Regions from separate parts of the Mus musculus genome. Here region 2 is linked to region 1. A link is a contact called in public HiChIP or PLAC-seq data. All regions are on one chromosome and are shown on one strand. Each heading gives the region's core, a stretch centred on a gene start, on an enhancer-like site or on the middle of the called end of the contact. The rest is flanking DNA. Distances are from core to core; before and after follow the strand shown.

Region 1 (5,413 bases), core at 1,860-4,359:
TACCACTTAGCCTGCTAGTACCAAAGGCGTCACCAAACAAGAGACTGACAGGCATGGGGAGGCGGGGGCGGGGGGCGGGGGGTAAGAGGGAGCTGGGTACAGGCTGGCCACTGGATCTTGTATCTTAAAGAATCAAAAGTCAGGAGGGAAGAGCAACTGAACAGGGATTCTCGATGCTACAGAGAGGCCTGCATGCATGTAAGCCACCAGCATGGTTTCCCATGGCTCTCAGTAGCATTGGGTGGGGTCTCTGAAACCTTTGCTTATGGCCTGTTTTTTTGGCTGATCACATGCGCATCCCATCTTGGAAAACACTAATCTACTCTAAGTCACTTGCATTATAAGAAGCTGAAGCTGGGCAAGACATGGTTGTGACGTAGAGGGACTTGCAGCAGAAGTAGCTGGGTTTTGTTGTTGTTTTGTTGAACCAGAATAATGCCCCACAGTCAAGGCATTAGCACAAATATTGCCGTGCATCACTAGAAAGGAGTGCTCATATCAAGAACAAATAGGGAAAAGATGACTCAGAAAAGACAGCCACCCTGACCCCAGCGCCTGCTGCAATGTCAGGCTCATGGTACTAGAGGCAGAAGAGAGAGAGCAGTCCTGTCCATTTGCAAAGGAAGATGTTACTCCTGCCATTTTCTTCAAATGTCCCCTTGTGCCAAGCCACAGATTGCTGCCGATTGCTCTCCAAACACCTCTCCCTCCTATATTTGTACTTGGTGCAAATGGTAGAAAGCCCCCTTTTGTTACCATGGCACCCGTAAACAATAAGCTGCTCTGAAGTGTTAGATATTCTGAAATAACAGGCTCTGTTTCAAGAAACGAGAGTACCTCAGGGGGGTCAGTGAAAATTGCTGACCTTCCCTGCATCATGGTAATCATGACTCAGCTGAGCTACTATACCAAGAATAACATCCCGAGACCACAGATCCTGGGTTACAACAACCTACCCCAAACCCAAGACCTATGTATGTGTGAAGACAGCTCATTTCTGCTGTGTATTTAATAGAAAGGCCTCAGCCACCTAATGAACAGCCCACAATCCATGGGGGCTGTATATACCTTGGCTGAAGAACACAGATCTGAACCGTGGAAGGAGTGTTGTTCTGATAGATACACAACGTTCTCTTTGTTTTTGCTTAGCTGCACTTTTCCCCTTCACAAAAATATAAAGATAAACGGACTGCAAGCTTATCTATGAAGAGTGCTTAAATTAACACCTATGTTTTAAGCACATCCTGGACGCATCTGTGGTTTATTCAAGGCCGTGTCCTTTGTTTGCGGGGTGTATGTGTGTCTTGCTCTCAGCATTGTTGATGGCCCTAGAATCGTCAGTTCATTCATCTCTATAGCTACAAGTGCCTGGCACATATTTAAACACACATTAATGTCTGTCAAGAATTCAAAACTAAAAAAAAAAAAAAAATTATACACCAGAATTAAATAGACCCCAATAGAGAGCTAAGTGAACTTGTACAAAGTTAGAATAGGCATTCAGCATGAAACCCACCACAGAGCTTCATATTAGATTTTATATTTTTACTACTGAATATATTTTGTATTTATCTATTTTATAGAGTTTATCAAATTAAAACCAAAGTATTTAAAACTTTAAAAAGCAAGAAAATTACATGTATATATTACACGTGTGCTGGAGTGATGTGGATACGGGTCTAGCTTAGAGAGAAAAATGTTAAGAATATCAAGGAAGAGAAAGATGAAAGCTATCTTACAAGATATCCCTTTTAGCAGTATGGTGGTATGTGTCCCAGGAGTTTACTTCATTTCAGGTCCCTAAGACATGCAATTTGGGATTCATCTAGCTGAGAAAGAAGGCCAGAATCTTTTAAATTCAGGTCCCCAGGATGTTCCTATATGCACTAAGAACTTACTGGTAGATTAAGACAATAGGGCACAAGCTACCTAAACCTCAAGAGCTTTACATTCATGTGATATACAGCATTTCCTCACAGTTGTAACTCGCACATACTAAGCAGTTTGGCATGATACCAAACAGGCTGGATGCAAACACACAGGAAGATACAAAACGACCTGCCGCGGGGCCAGAATCTGTGCAGCAAACGCCAAGTACCAGAAAGACTCCAGAGAGAGATGAGTCTTAAAATGAGAAATAGTCTCTTAAGAAAAAGTAGACAGGTTTTTTTTGTTTTTGTTTTTTATGGAAATGGGGGAGAGATTTCAGAACAACTTAAGTCTTAAACTCAATCAAGTACTGAAATCCTAGCAGTTTATGAGCAGTCTAATATTCTGGTGAGGAACAGGTTGGAGATGACCAGCTGCCATTCCTGTCTCCACTCGAGGAGAGGACTGCTATAGCATCTGAACATATGCCCTTTAATCCCTAGTTTATAAATACTCACCATGCCTGGTCTGCTCCCAGGCTGCCATACTCAATATCAACCAACGTTTTACATGGATATTGGTAGAACTATCAATACAGATAAAGTCACACGAATTATAACAGATAAGGAATAGATAACAGAAGGGAAGCAGAAACATCAAATAGCAGGTGAAGCAACCTCTGTGCTTTCCTTCCTAGCTATACTCTAAGGCATTCTTCACTCGGGGATGAAGGGGGAATTCTCTTAAAGTTAGTGAGTGTCACATAAAGGGAAACACAAAACCTGAAAAGAATAGGGAAAGGCAAAAAAAAAAAAAGAATAGGGAAAGGCTTCATAAATACACATCTGGCACCAAGGAGTTAAGCAACCAACCGCCTGTACTTTGGAAGAAAAAAAAAAAAATCAAAGGACGCAAGTTAAGAATCTGCTGTGTCAGTAAGAGCTTAGAGAGGAAGAGAGAGAGAGAAGGGGGAGGGGCGAGTCACGGGAGAGATTAGGAGAACAATAAGGACCTTTTCCTTTTACACCTGCCCCAGCGTCAAAGAGAAGAGTGGGGCAGATACAAGCCCGCTGACAAATGGAAGGCACATTAGCTAACGATTAGCAGAAAATGATCTACATGCTAAGCTTTACTCAGTGAAAAAGAAGGACAAGAAGCCAGAGACGATTAGGAGCTGCTGCGACAGCATCAGAAAGCCATAGGAGAGCAAGTGCCAGAAGCCGGGGAGGGCTCTGGCAGCTGGAAGGCAGCACATTAGCAGGGCCCCGGCTTCCTAGAGCCTAGGGAATTGGTAATAAACCTGGACTTGCCAAGGCTGTCTTGTCAGATGGAGCGGCACGGTGGGGCTTCAGGGGGCTGCAAAAGTGTGGTTCCAAATTTCTCCAGAGGCCCAGGAAACTGTGGATGGTGCCAAGGAGTGAGACTATTTCAAGTGCATCTGTGTGGATGCACAGTGCGCAGAAATACATGTGAACACACACTAACCGACACGGAAGGCAAGGCTAGCCCATTTCTTAGGGCAAAGTACACTGCCTGTAAAATTCATGTCTCCATACGTTGAAACGACTTCAATGACAAATCAGTCTCACTCCAGAACTCTTACAGAGTAAGTTCTGTTGTCTGTCACTACTACCATGGTTGAAATACTTACCTTTAATAATCAAGTGCCACACTGGAGTTAAGCATGCCACATGCACTCATTTCATTCACCTCTCAAAACAACCTTATGCTTAGTGTCATTTTAAAGTTCAATGACTTTCAGTGATCTTTAAAGTGCTACCACTTACATAGGAACAACAGAGGAAGAAGGTCTTCCCAGATCAGTCTGCCTTAGAGTAAACTTCAGTCTTAGCATTTGTTCATAGCAAGAACCAAAAACTGTCCCTTTACCTCCCATCGCATAACACACATTCGTGATGTGGGGGTTAAGTGGGATGCCACTGTGAGCCCCCTAATGCCACATAGGTTGCACCTCTGTTAGAACAGAAGCTTAGAATTTTCCGGCTGAGTTTAAATCCCTCTATAGCCGAGATACTTTGACATCCATGTAATCCTCAACTTCCTCAAGTACGAATAAGGAAATCACGCATGGCACACATGATCGTTGTAAACTCCCAACTCCGTAGATAGCTAGCAGCATTGTAAGTCTAGGATTTCATCCTCATTGTAAACTGACCTCACTATAACCACATGAAAACTAATCCGTGCACTGAAAAGATGACCCAGTGGCTAAAAATCTGCTGCATAAGCGTAAAAACCTGAGTTCAGATTCCTAGCACCCACTGGTGTGAAGCTGGGTGTGGTAATGGACATTTGTAACCTCAGCACTGGGAGGCAGAGATAGGGGGATCCTGGGGTCTTGTTGATATGAGTGGGGGGAAGGCTTATGGAGGTGGGGGTAAATCTGGGAAGATTAAGAGAGGGAATTGCTGGTGAGCATGCTCAAAGTACATTGCATGAAATTCTCAAAGAATTAGTTAATTTTTCATAAGGTTAAAGTGGAGAGCAACTCAGTGATGACCTCTGGCCTCTGCATGTATTCTCATGAGTGCATGCATGTATACACCCGGAAGCACACAGTTCCAATCCCAAGTGGTCAGCCCTGAGACCAAGAGAAAGCTGCTCTCCGTGAAATAAAGTATCGCATGGTCATTGATCACTTCCAATAAAGAGATTGCACTCACGGACTAGAAATACTTGGGAAAAATCTGTGCCTCTCTGTTTTAAGACAGTGCATATTTATTTATATTTGTATACTCATAAATTCTTCATTTACTTCGTCATCTCCACCCCCTCCCCAAACTCCAGTTGGATTAAAACCATTCCTCCTTGAATCTGTTATTGTGGAATTCATTCACATAGGTGAGGAACAATAGACATGCTAGATGACTGAATTTGGAACAAAGGCTGGTAACAAAATAATATAAAAATCAAGGAAATGGAATAATGAAGAAACTGCCGTATCCTGCTCTAAAGAAAGGGCATCCCAGCCAGCCTTTATGAAACACCGCTAGATGGTTTTCTAAGTCTTAAAGTGCCAAGAGATCTTCATACTCAAAAGTACACTATGAATGAAGTGGTAGATTAACCTCATTGTACAGCTAAGGAGACTGGGGCATCCCTAGGCAAGTAACTTCCCAGTCCTCACAGTCAATGGGTAAAAGTGTTGTCTTCATCCAGCCTTGTTCTGAGCCCGAGCTTCTAACCTGCAGTCCTTATAAGTAGTCTAAGCTTTTCCTGTCCTCTCTGGGCCTTGGATCCCATGGGTGTTCGCTGTCAAGGCACCCTTCTAAGATTTTAATTACCCTCTTCCAAGGAGGCCTTTTCATTAGCAATAGTAACGTTCGCATCTGTGTGACCTATTGCTGCCTACAAGTCATGTGACCTTTGGAGCGCAGGCAGGCACAGACACTATTCAGATCCACTGCAGAGTCTGAGAGGCATGGAGCCCTGTGGCTCAGCTCAGCTCCTCTCTGTTGCTCACAAAGAGGATTCAAATCCAGTACTTAGGATTTTAGCCCTGGAATCTGCTGGGAGTTTTACA
Region 2 (4,826 bases), core at 1,296-3,795, 350 kb after region 1:
GCAAGTGCTCAGAGGACTCTCTGTGGCTACCCAGCCCTGTCACTGTACAACAAATAATACAGGAAAATAAAGGAAATAAAAAGCAAAGAGTTGAGGTACTTCCAAGGCTATGAGCCCATGAAGGTAGAAATTGGATTGGGCCCTTGTAATCCTGATCTCCCTGCCTCAGCACACACTTAAATTATTTTCTTATATTTTTATTAACAGAAAGCACCAAGGCTCGTTATCGATAAATTACAGCAGACCCAAAACATAGGTTAAACATTGACTAGTTTATGCATTAGGAATGAGTTAAAGGATTTCCTAGGTTTTGCAGACATGAGCAGAGGAAAGCCCCTGTGGAAACAGCCCTACAGGGGACAGAACAGCAAAGGCAAATGAGCAGGACCGGACTTGTCGCTCAGTGGTAGAGCGCTTACCTAATTTGACCAAGGCTTTGGTTTCATCCCCAGCACTGGAAGAGAAAAGAGTGAGAGTTTCATGAACTAATAGGAGAACCAGACTGGGGCCTGCAGCGCTGCTGGCAGAGGGAGATGAGGAGATGTCAGTCACTGAACAGTGGGTGAAGTCACCCTAGAGGAAGTGCCCTTGAAGGATCGGCTATGGGCAAGAGAAGCAAAGGCAATCAAGAGAGATGAAATCTGCAGAGGCATCTGAGACAAGCCATCGCTACATGTAGGGTGAAGACTAAGGAGACTTCAGAGAAAATGTCAGAGGCTGTAGTTAAATAAACGATGTCCAGCTCCCACATTCTCAAACATCTCAGTCTCTCTTCCCAAAAGTCAGTGTAAACCAGAGCTAATTCTGATCTCTCTCCCCATCCCAAATGGCTGGCAGAGGATGCTAACACCAAAGTGGCAATGATACAGAGTAACTGAGCATATCAGATGTAACAAGGTACTGAGGGCTAGATACCACATAAGGGGTATATGGCATCTAATTTAGTATTCAGAGTTAGTGCTTAAATTAGGTATTGCTGTTATTTGCATTTAGCCAATGAGTAAATTGAATGTGCTAAGCCAGTGATCTTCCTTCCAAAATATGCCCACATCCTAAGGCTTGGGATGTATGGATGGATATATTAGTTTCCATAGGTTAAACTATGCATGAAGGGGCTTTGCCAGTGTGATTAGAGATCCTGAAATGGGAGACAATTCTGGATTTATTGCGTGGGACAATATGATCACAGAGGTATGTGAAAAAGGAAGTAGAAACACCAGAGTCAAAGAGGGCTATGACCCGGTGTGGTAGTGCTGCCTGTAATCCCAACACGTAGAGAGCTAAGGCAGGAGGATCACAGAAAGTGTGGGACAGCCTGGTCTACACAGTGAGTTCTAGCCCAGTCTAAGATACAAAGCAAGAACTCTGTCTCAGAACAGAGGTGGGGACAGGGGGAATGGAGAATAGGAGACAGAAGGAGGAAGAGGGGGAGGAGAAAGAAGGGATGATGGAGGGAGGGGGCAAATGGAAGGGAAAGAGAGAGGTTGATGGAAGCTAAGGTTAAAAAGAGCCATGCACCCTAAAGATGGAGGAAGGGGACAGGAGTCAAGGAACGCTGGAAGCTTTGGGAAACCAGAAAAAGTGGGAAAATTCTTCCTGGATCCTTCAGAAGAAATGCATCCCTACCAACAACTTGATTTCAGTCCCATATGCCCTGTGATTATTATGCTGGCTGTCAACTTGACCTAGAACCACCTAGAAATAAACCTCTAGGCATATCTATGAGGGACTGTTTAGGTTCATCGGTGTGGGGTGACCATGGACTACAGCATTTAATAGGCTGGGGTCCCACACGGAATAAAAGGGAGGAAGCAAGACGCACAAGCCCAGCATTCATTTCTCCCTGTTCCCTGACTGCAGATGCAGTGGGACCAGTTGCCTTCCTCTCCTGCCACCATCATAAGCTGTACCTTCTTGCACTACAGTCTGAACTAAGCCCTTTCTCCTTTAGGTTGCTTCTTGGCAGGTATTCTTGGCACAGCAATGAGAAAAGTAATGAATACAAGCCCCCATTTCCATCTCCTGACCTCTAGTCCATACGATTATAAATCCCCATGGTGTTCAGCTACTAAGTTTGGGGCAATTTATTACAGTAGCAGTGGATAACAAAGATTGCCATATACAACATTCACACTTCACCCACATCTTTGCTCCCTAACTCAGAGTCATTTGTTCAAACAACAGAAATGGTGAAAACCATCAGACAGATAGGAGGAGTACGTTTGTCTGTCCTGCAGGGTCTTTTGAGCAACAGTTATATAAGCTAACGGTGGTAGGAGCACTTAGAGGTCTGTTCATAATAGCAACAGCTGATCTAAAGAAAAGAATGCCCCAGGCAGTTAGTGTCCGACCCAGGTTAATATTCTGACTAGGTGTCTAAAGAGTCCTTGGTCACAATGGACCATGCGGAGCACCTCTCCTTCCAGGTTCCATGTCTTTCTTGCTGCCTTTATCCTGGCACTGATGGCGGCAGTCTTTGTTCTCCAGGAGCCTGCTGTCAAGCTGACTAATTAGGGTGGCGTAATGATCAGAAATGGGAAGCATAAAAGGAAACCTGCTGAGTAGTCAGCTGCCCATTAGAGAAGGGCTACACATGTCATTGCCATTAGTAAAGGGAAGCGGGCTTTGCACGAATCTCAGCCTGGTTGGTGTGTATCGGGCACGGGAGAGTGAGCAGAAGGCACTGGGACAGTTCAAATGCAACTCACTGGACAAGATTCACTTTGTAGCCCATGAGGCAAAGCCAGACTTGCTCTGCTGTCTGTCCAGCAATGACAGGCTGGCTGAGCATTCTGTTTAAAAAAAAAAAAAAAAAAAACAATGTAACCAGTTAGTAGGAGGCAAACATGAAGATCAGTCTCTGCAGTGAACAGAGAGCTATTAACTCTTCATTTCATTTCGTGCGCATCTTTTCATAAGTTCAAATCCCACTTACTCACGAGAAAAACACTTGAGGACCAGGAAGACGACTTGGTGGCAAAGGTGCCTGCTGCCAAGCTTGAGGACCTGAGTTCAAGTCCCAGGATTCACATAATGGAAAGTGAGAACTAACTCCTGGGAGCTGTCCTTTGCTCTCTACAAATGCTACACACACACACACACACACACACACACACACACACACACACACACAAATAAATAAACAAACAAATGCGATTGAGAGGGGAGAGAAAAACTTCAGACAAAAGAGGCAAAGTCTACAAAGTAACTGACCAGCTCTCCTCCAAACACCACACATATTCCCAACTGACAAATTTTCCATTTCCATGCAGTGTGAGAACTCTGACTTCTACAACTTCTCCCTGATCTCTTGCCTCAAAGGGTTTCCAAAATTCTCTGCCCTAGAATCTAGACAGGCAATTGTTTATTCCAAAAATAACCATCAATAAATACAAAGATTTGCACCTGCATGACTCAAGAACCAGGAGACAGGAGCCTTATCATGTCCCTTCCTCCTTCCTGGGCAGAACTTGGTTTACATCCCAGCCTTTTGAATCTAATTTTGAAATCACCGAAAGTACCTTGCTGCTAAAGGTGCAGTTTTGGATTCAATAGATTTGGGGCAGGCTCCAAGAGTCATCCAAAAACTCCCTGCCCCTACTAGACCATAGTAGGCTGTTTTAGAAGGAAGTAGTGCCTAGACTCATAGTTCTGAAACAGACAATTTTTGTTCCACAGAGGATGCTCGGCAATGATTGAATGGTTGTCTCAGCTGGAAGAAAATGCTGCTGACAGCTGTTAGAGGGAGGTCTGAGATGCTGTTAAACAGTCAATGGTGCACAGGATGGCCGCTCACCATCGAGACTCATCCACATCCAGAGTGTCAGAGCGCTGAGGGTGAGAAACCTGGTGTCGGTCAGTGGCTCCTGTTCCTCAGCCTTACCTGGAGGAGTTGTTAAAGCACAAACTCAGTGCCCCACCCAGCAGGTCCTGATGCAGAGACTGTCGTGTGAAGCCTGAGTCTACAGCTGTCGAATGCGCCTGGGTGACATGTCTGCTCCTGGTCCCTGGCACCCTTTGAGAACCAATCCTTGTGATGAGGATGGGGGTCCCAAAGGCTTCACCTTACTGCTTCTGCCGCCGAGCACAAGCCTGGGACTCCTAAATCTGAAACACCCAACATGGAGTTGTTGCGTTCCAGCTGACTGTCTCTGCTCCCCTCTGATGTTTGATGGCTCCCCTAGAGATACAGCAGAATTCAGGGAGAGGGGGCAACTGCAAACTGCAACGTTGGCCCCATGTTGAGGTGAAACCACTTTTGGTTTGCTTGTTTGGTTTTGTTGCTTGCTTGTTTGCTTGCTTGTTCCAGATACCCAGGCTGGCCACAGACTCACCAGGCACTCAAGAATGAGCTTGACCTACGGTCTCCCTGCTTCTTCTGCTCAAGTTAGCGGTTCTCAAGCTGCAGGTTTCAACCCCTTTGGTGGTGGTACATATCAGATAACATCCATATCATATATTTACATTACAACTCATGGCAAAAATACAGTTATAAAGTAGCAATAAAAATAATTTTATGAGAGAACCGGACAGCTTCTGGGACGGGCGGAAGCACAGAGCCGCTGAGGCAGCACCCTTGGCGGGCCGCAGACAGCCAGCCACCATCCGGACCAGAGGACAGGTGTCCGCCTGGCTTGGGAGGCGGCCTCAGCCTCAGCAGCAGCGGTCGCCATCTTGGTTCCGGGACTCAGCAGAACTTAGGAAATTAGTCTGAACAGGTTAGAGGGTGCGCCAGAGAACGGGACAGCTTCTGGGATGGGCAGAAGCACAGAGCCGCTGAGGCAGCACCCTTGGCAGGCCGCAGACAGCCGGCCACCATCCGGACC

The links. HiChIP or PLAC-seq counts read pairs in DNA pulled down with a chosen protein or histone mark.
Region 2: an H3K4me3 HiChIP or PLAC-seq map of embryonic basal ganglia shows a contact between it and region 1, with 3 times the contacts expected there. The contact joins two enhancer-like sites. A contact is called at or near these places in 1 of 484 Hi-C or Micro-C datasets (pre-megakaryocyte-erythroid progenitors), 3 of 115 datasets of contacts at active chromatin or transcription factors (embryonic basal ganglia, large pre-B cells and neural tube) and 1 of 9 other capture datasets (embryonic stem cells).

Annotation. Positions count from the first base shown.
Region 1 is chr1:166,840,677-166,846,089 of GRCm38.p6, forward strand. No RefSeq gene overlaps it. Among named protein-coding and RNA genes, the nearest start is that of Gm33404, 12 kb to the right of the region's middle. Within about 2 kb of position 3,110, at least 41 of the 459 cell types and tissues checked have an H3K27ac peak or open chromatin away from gene starts, as enhancers often do. A contact at or near this core is called in embryonic basal ganglia, where this site is marked.
Region 2 is chr1:167,192,421-167,197,246 of GRCm38.p6, forward strand. No RefSeq gene overlaps it. Among named protein-coding and RNA genes, the nearest start is that of Gm46170, 72 kb to the right of the region's middle. Within about 2 kb of position 2,546, at least 11 of the 459 cell types and tissues checked have an H3K27ac peak or open chromatin away from gene starts, as enhancers often do. A contact at or near this core is called in embryonic basal ganglia, where this site is marked.